Regions from separate parts of the Bicyclus anynana genome. Here region 1 is linked to region 2. A link is a contact called in public Hi-C data. All regions are on one chromosome and are shown on one strand. Each heading gives the region's core, a stretch centred on a gene start, on an enhancer-like site or on the middle of the called end of the contact. The rest is flanking DNA. Distances are from core to core; before and after follow the strand shown. Region 1 overlaps LOC112046466 (rab GTPase-binding effector protein 1). Region 2 holds the start of LOC112046468 (protein halfway).

Region 1 (3,188 bases), core at 123-2,622, 41 kb before region 2:
AGCTTTGATAACGTGACGTTTTAAACGAAGGTTATCGACTATTATAATGGCAATCTGAATTTTTGATATAGCAGCCCTGAATAGTGACATTCATTGAAGTCCTGGCGTAAGATTTTTCTGCTATTCTTCTTGCTGTGCCTCTTTTGCCTTGTACCTTCGCGTGTTATGGACTCAGCTCTCATCTGATTAAGTATTATTTAATACTGCAAAAGGAAGATCCTCAATAATGAAATATTTCTTCGAACAGTGTTCGTCCAGGGCAAAGACCGCGCGAAGCAGCTGTTCAAGGAGCTGATCTATGACGGCATAAACGTGGACGCCATTCACGCTGACAGGACGCAGGCGCAGGTGACCCTTTCTAGTACTTCATACAGTCACTATCTCTCCCGATAGTATTAGATAGGCCTAAGATATGTGCTTGTGATTCCTAGAGAATAATTAGTACAACCAACAAACTGAAAGGGAATTCAATAGCCCTTCTATGTTAACCCATTAAATGTAATGGGTGAACATAGAAGCTACAAATGGATGGGTTTACCTAAAAAACTATCAAAGTAGTTGTGTTACATGATTACTGCCTAGTTAATCTAGTGATGTGTGGCTCACGATCGCGATACGAGGCCTATTTACTAACTTTGAGGCCTGCTGGCCTATTTACTAACTTTGAATAACTTTAGTGGATATGAAGTCCATCTAGCTATTGTAAGTAATTAATTCCTAAGACATATTCAATCAATAATTTAAAAAAATCAATAATTTATTGCTAACTGATCAACGTTGCTGAGCAGTGTAAGGAATACGAAAAATGCGATTGTTATTAATTTGATGTTAATTGTATTAGGTGGCTAATAAACCGATGTTAGTAAATAGGACAGCATGGCCAATATGAAATATTGAGTTTTTTTTTATTCTTTACAAGTTGATTACAATCTCACCTGATGGTAAGTGATGATGCAATCTAAGATGGAAGCGGACTAACTTGTTAGCCACAGCCGAAGCCTCCCACCAGCCAAATTCAGCTTTTCTTTCTCCAAGAAATTCTTAGTAGCAGCCGGGAGTAGGGATGTTGGTAACACACTACATGTCTCAGAAGGCACTTTGAGGTGAACATGACTCTTTAGGCTATTCAAATAAGTTGATGTTGAAAGCTATTCTGTATCTTCCAGCGGGACAACGTGGTGCGCAGTTTCCGCGTGGGGCGCATCTGGGTGCTGATCTGCACGGAGCTGATGGGGCGCGGCATCGACTTCCGCGGCGTCAACCTCGTCGTCAACTACGACTTCCCGCCCTCCGCCATCTCCTACATACACAGGCGAGTGTGCGCAGTTTGCGCGTGGAGTTGCTACATAACATCTGGTCTACTCGGGTTCCGTACTCTCTGTTACTCGTGGACGTCTTGTCAGTCTGTGCCGATAGCTGACTCTTTGGGAACGTTGTCAGTCTATGGTAGTGGTGGATTTCTTGCTGGAGCAGTTTGGATTCTGTATACCCGATCCTCGTCTATCAATTGTCAGTCCGTCGTAGTCTGTGCCAACAGCTGGCAAACGAATTTGAAAAGTTCTTTTACTGTGGGTATGCTATCCCCGGGTGGTATAGGCTATATTTTATCCACTTATTTGTACGGGAACTACGCGGGTGAAGCCGCGTGTCGTCTGCTAGTTTAAAATGATTTGGTAACATTACAGGGTAGGGCGGGCGGGGCGCGCGGGGCAGCGCGGCAAAGCGATCACTTTCTTCACGCAGGACGATGTCGTCAACCTTCGGAGGTGAGATACAAGTTACACTTATATACAATAGGTATATATATGTAGTTGACACTTTTTTTTTCTTAAATGAAAAAAAAAATATTTTTTTTGGTACATTATTTTTTTTATAGATATTTTTTTGACAATACGAGCCAAAACGCTTTCAGCCATGATGGTCTATATTTTAACAGTTTTATGACGTCACGTTAAACCCTAACCAAACGAAGTGTTTGACAAAAATATTAGTTATTAATTTGACGTTTATTCCTTGAGTGACATCGAGTAACATCATGACGTCACAAAATGGATGATAGCGTTTTTGACGTTTGTAAAATTTTTTTAAATAGATAATTTTTTTAATTAGGTCTTAAACTTTTATTAATTGATAAGCTGAAGAGTTTGTTTGTTTATTTGAACGCGCTAATCTCAGGAACTACTGGTCCGATTTGAAAAATTCTTTCAGTGTCAGATAGCCCATTTATTGAGGAAGGTTAATGTAAAAATATATAATTAGAGTGAGTTTGTCTCGTCTGTCCGTGTGCCAGCATAGCGTCAGTGCTGAAGCAGTCGGGCTGCGCGGTGCCGGCGTACATGCTGGCGCTGCAGCAGAACGCCAACAAGAGGAAGCGGCTGCTGAAGAAGGCGCCGCACCGCGACAAGATCTCCACCAAACTTGACAAACCCGAGAAGTCAGTCGTTCTTTAATATGCTTTTAACTTTTTAGAATTTAAACTATCGTGAGTGTTATTCATATTAATTGATTATGAAACACGGCTGAAATTCACGTGATATTAGGTCGGAGTATGCCCGACTAGTTTCGAACCCATACGGGGCCCTTAGTCATGAGCTGGTTCTTGCATCGCGGCACGATCCAAACTGCGAAGCGGCTGCGCGACGCGCTGCTGCACGCATTGCGCGCGCGGATAGGGGTTGAGTGGTGGGGAGTGAAGGTTCCGCTACACTCTCCGATGGTTCATTAATGTCATCTTCATTAGACTCGTCTTCTTGTCTAACTTGTCTAAACTAGTCGGGCATACTCCGACCTAATATCACGTGAGTTTTAGCCGTGTTTCATAATCAATTAATATGCTTTTAACTTCCTACTTAGGCTCAGTCCAGAAAGAGCGAATTCGCCGCGATTCTCTCGCGCGTATTACGCGCGACTATTGCGTCCACATGGTAAATAAGATAAGATAAATATACTTTATTTGCACACCACAAAGACAAAAACAAGTGAAATAAAAAACAAATTAGGAAGAGATCAGCATACAAAAGGCGGCCTTATCGCTAAGTAGCGATTTCTTCCAGGCAACCTTCGGTTTAGGAAAACTTAAGGACATCAGCAGGTGGCGTAAAACAAAAATAACCATAGTATTAGTAATACACATACATACAAATAATTTACATCCTAATACATAAACAATATTACACAAATACCTACAA
Region 2 (3,048 bases), core at 296-2,795:
CAGACACACAAACAGATAAGTATACAATTTGTGCATATGTAACTAAATAAACATTTACCCTAAGCATATTTTGGTAAATAAAATTAATTTTACGAGGATTTATCTCATGAGATATTGATAAATAACGCGTCGTTACTACGTTTTACTGGTTGTAGATACTGATAGATATTCAAGTAACTTGACATAGATAGATTTGAAAAATAGAATTGAGGAAAATGTCCACGACTTCCTACCTATAAATCAATTATTACCTGTAAATAAATATATTTTAATAATATTTATAACAAAGTAGGAAGGTCCTATATTTATTATAATTTATTAGGTAAATAAAAAACCAACTTGGTAAAAGGAATCTAGGTACCTACCGATTAAAATTTTACGTTGACGTTCACCTATCTTGTTTAAATTGGACTATACTTAAACTTTGCACTGTTTACCAACAAACAAATTAAAAATGAGGGTATAAATCGCTATTCATTTTAACTTACCAACTATTTAGGGATTTTTAGAGAAGTAGGCTACTTATTTTAGGTAAATGACAAGTAAGCAACTCACAGAGTTACTATAACACTTAATAAAAATTCGTCACATTATCGATAAAAGCTTGCAATAGAATAAGCTACTTTTAGTACTTATTATATGTACGTCGACAAAATTGCACGAAGAAGCTAATAGAACATAAATCAGAAAGTAATAACGCGTAGGTACTCGTATTAGCCACTTATCTACTAATAAAACTGGAATAGCAACAACTAGACGTTGGGCCTCCGCCAGTTCTCTGCATCAGCAAAGTTATAGAAAAATAGAAAACTTTCTACATCCACCTCACTTTCTAATACATTATTGATTTCCAATCATACATACACTTGCAAAACTGCATACATTTGCAAGCTACTAATTGGGCACCTAGTACATTTCCTAAGGAAATTACTTCTGTAGTTACTTACCTATTTCCAAGAAGTGATACACCAATGACGCTTATTAAGGAAAACAACAATAAAGCTAAACAATAAAGATTTTTGTTCTAGTAAACAAAATGTTTCATAACTTTCAAATATAATTTGTACAAAATAGTAAAACAAATATGAAAAACATGTAAACAAAAAAATTCACTCACATCAACAACACGACCTCCCGCCGTAATCATTTTTTTTATTTTTAATTTATGCCACTGCACCGATAACAAAAAACCACCGATGCACAAATATTTTATACAACACACACCTTGCCCCGATTCAAAAACTATTCACAACTTTCAAAGTCTATCTGTATCTAATAAATATGCGCCACGAACGGCGCTCAGTTTGCAACAGTATCATTTTTTTTCACTTTTCGACAAAAAATCTAAGTAAGTCACTAGCACTTGCTTAAATCGTAAAAATTCTCGATCACTTTTGACGCTTACGGCACCAAACACATGTAGCGAGTCTAATTCGGATCGACTCCAACTTGGCAAAACACAAAACTGAATAGTTTACCACTGGCACTGATGCGTATGCTACAACCGTATATCTACAGCCGAGTACTCTGCAGGCGAGACAAAGACGGCGACTGAGTTATCAACGCGAGAGGCAAAGGTCGACTGCGGCGGGGAAAAGGGACAGCTATATGCACGCTGTTGCATATAAAGTATCCGGTATTCCCGTTTGAGAATTTGTATGTTTTGTGAGGAGTCGCTGGCTGCGATACCGCCTGGTGGTGGTAGCAGCAGCTGACCTCTATAGATTATCTATAATTATAAACAAAATTCAACACAGTCCAATGAGTGTTGGACTGTGTAGTATTTTTCATCAGGACGGAATAATACTCAATTGCTGGAAAATACTGAAGTTAAATTAATCTAAACAAACAAACGATAACAAAGAACTGAGAAAATGAAATGTTATAATAATTATAATCCCTAGTTAATGATTGTTTATTTTAGATAACCCCTACATCTAAATAACAATACATTATTTTATACAAGCAAATTTCATTATAGAAATTAAATAACAATATAACAATTTCATATTATTGAAAATAAAAATCAATAAATTTATTAGGGTAAATAAACTAATAAATTCTTGAGAATTTTGTCATTTATCGATAAATTACATTTAGGCACTGCACAACACTATGACATGACAAGACAGGCAGTATATTTTGAAACTTTCGGTTTAAATTTGAAATTAAATGTCGTCAAATTGCCTATTGGTCATATTTAAAAAAAGAATTGTAAATCCACAAAACAGGCAATACTAAAAGCTAACGCTTTTGGTAAATCGCTCGGCTCGCTTATATGACATGCCTCATCTGCCTGTATTTTTTTGTAAGGTAATTTTTTTGCCTTAATTTATTTTTATATGACCAATATTTCCCTTTTCCTCCAGAGTCGGAAAGACCAAAAAGAGGAGAGAAAATCCAACGGTGCCCCTAGAACAAGCGTTGGAGAAAGAATTCTTCTGTTCTGAAAAAAATATGGGCGATGAACTTCTTCTATACGATATTTCTGGACTGCTACATTGCTCGTCGGAGAAGGTAGTACCTACCTAATGCCCGCATAATGCCTTGCTTTATTTCTATAGGTAGTCAACCAGCGCGAAATATGGAAATGAAAAAAACTTCATATGAAATTCTAAATAAAAAAGATCAATAATAAAATGGCGTTATAACTGTCTCATTAGCATTTATATTGGAGTCGAACTATTTGTTATCTTTATGTATTATGTCGTTTTTTACATTCAATTAATTTACATTCTCTGTTCGAGTGACATGAGATGTGACATCTCACATCCTTAAATATTTAATATCTAAGTTTTTTTAGGGTTCCGTAGTCAACAAAGGACACTTATTGTTTTGCGATATTCGTCTGTCCGTGTCTGTTTGTCCGTCTGTCTGTCCGGTTCATTAAGTAGGGTGTAAAATCTCGATGATTTTTTCTCGTCTCGTAGACAGTCAGGCAGACTGACAACAAACTTTGACTTGACTTTTTGAAGTACAGAACCCAGAATATTGTGGAGGACAGATGGGACACCACCATTATTTTATGCATTATTAATCTCTATTAAT

Evidence for each region. A called contact is a pair of places that touch in the nucleus more often than the background predicts.
Region 1: a Hi-C map of whole body shows a contact between it and region 2, with 2.8 times the contacts expected there. The contact joins the enhancer-like site here to the promoter of LOC112046468 in region 2. A contact is called at or near these places in 2 of 2 Hi-C or Micro-C datasets (whole body and whole larva).

What each region holds. Positions count from the first base shown.
Region 1 is chr14:807,320-810,507 of ilBicAnyn1.1, reverse strand. The region is part of intron 1 of LOC112046466 (rab GTPase-binding effector protein 1); the gene reads left to right. LOC112046467 (probable ATP-dependent RNA helicase DDX52) reads left to right here. Exons shown (of 13, transcript XM_052885661.1): 8 at 248-348; 9 at 1,167-1,312; 10 at 1,686-1,766; 11 at 2,291-2,434; 12 at 2,854-2,924. Among protein-coding and RNA genes, the nearest start is that of LOC112046467, 7.5 kb to the left of the region's middle. Within about 2 kb of position 1,372, at least 8 of the 8 cell types and tissues checked have open chromatin away from gene starts, as enhancers often do.
Region 2 is chr14:766,394-769,441 of ilBicAnyn1.1, reverse strand. It overlaps LOC112046468 (protein halfway), which reads right to left and starts at 1,545. Exons shown (of 10, transcript XM_024083092.2): 1 at 1,118-1,545. The coding sequence starts at 1,147. All of the region lies in intron 1 of LOC112046466 (rab GTPase-binding effector protein 1), which reads left to right.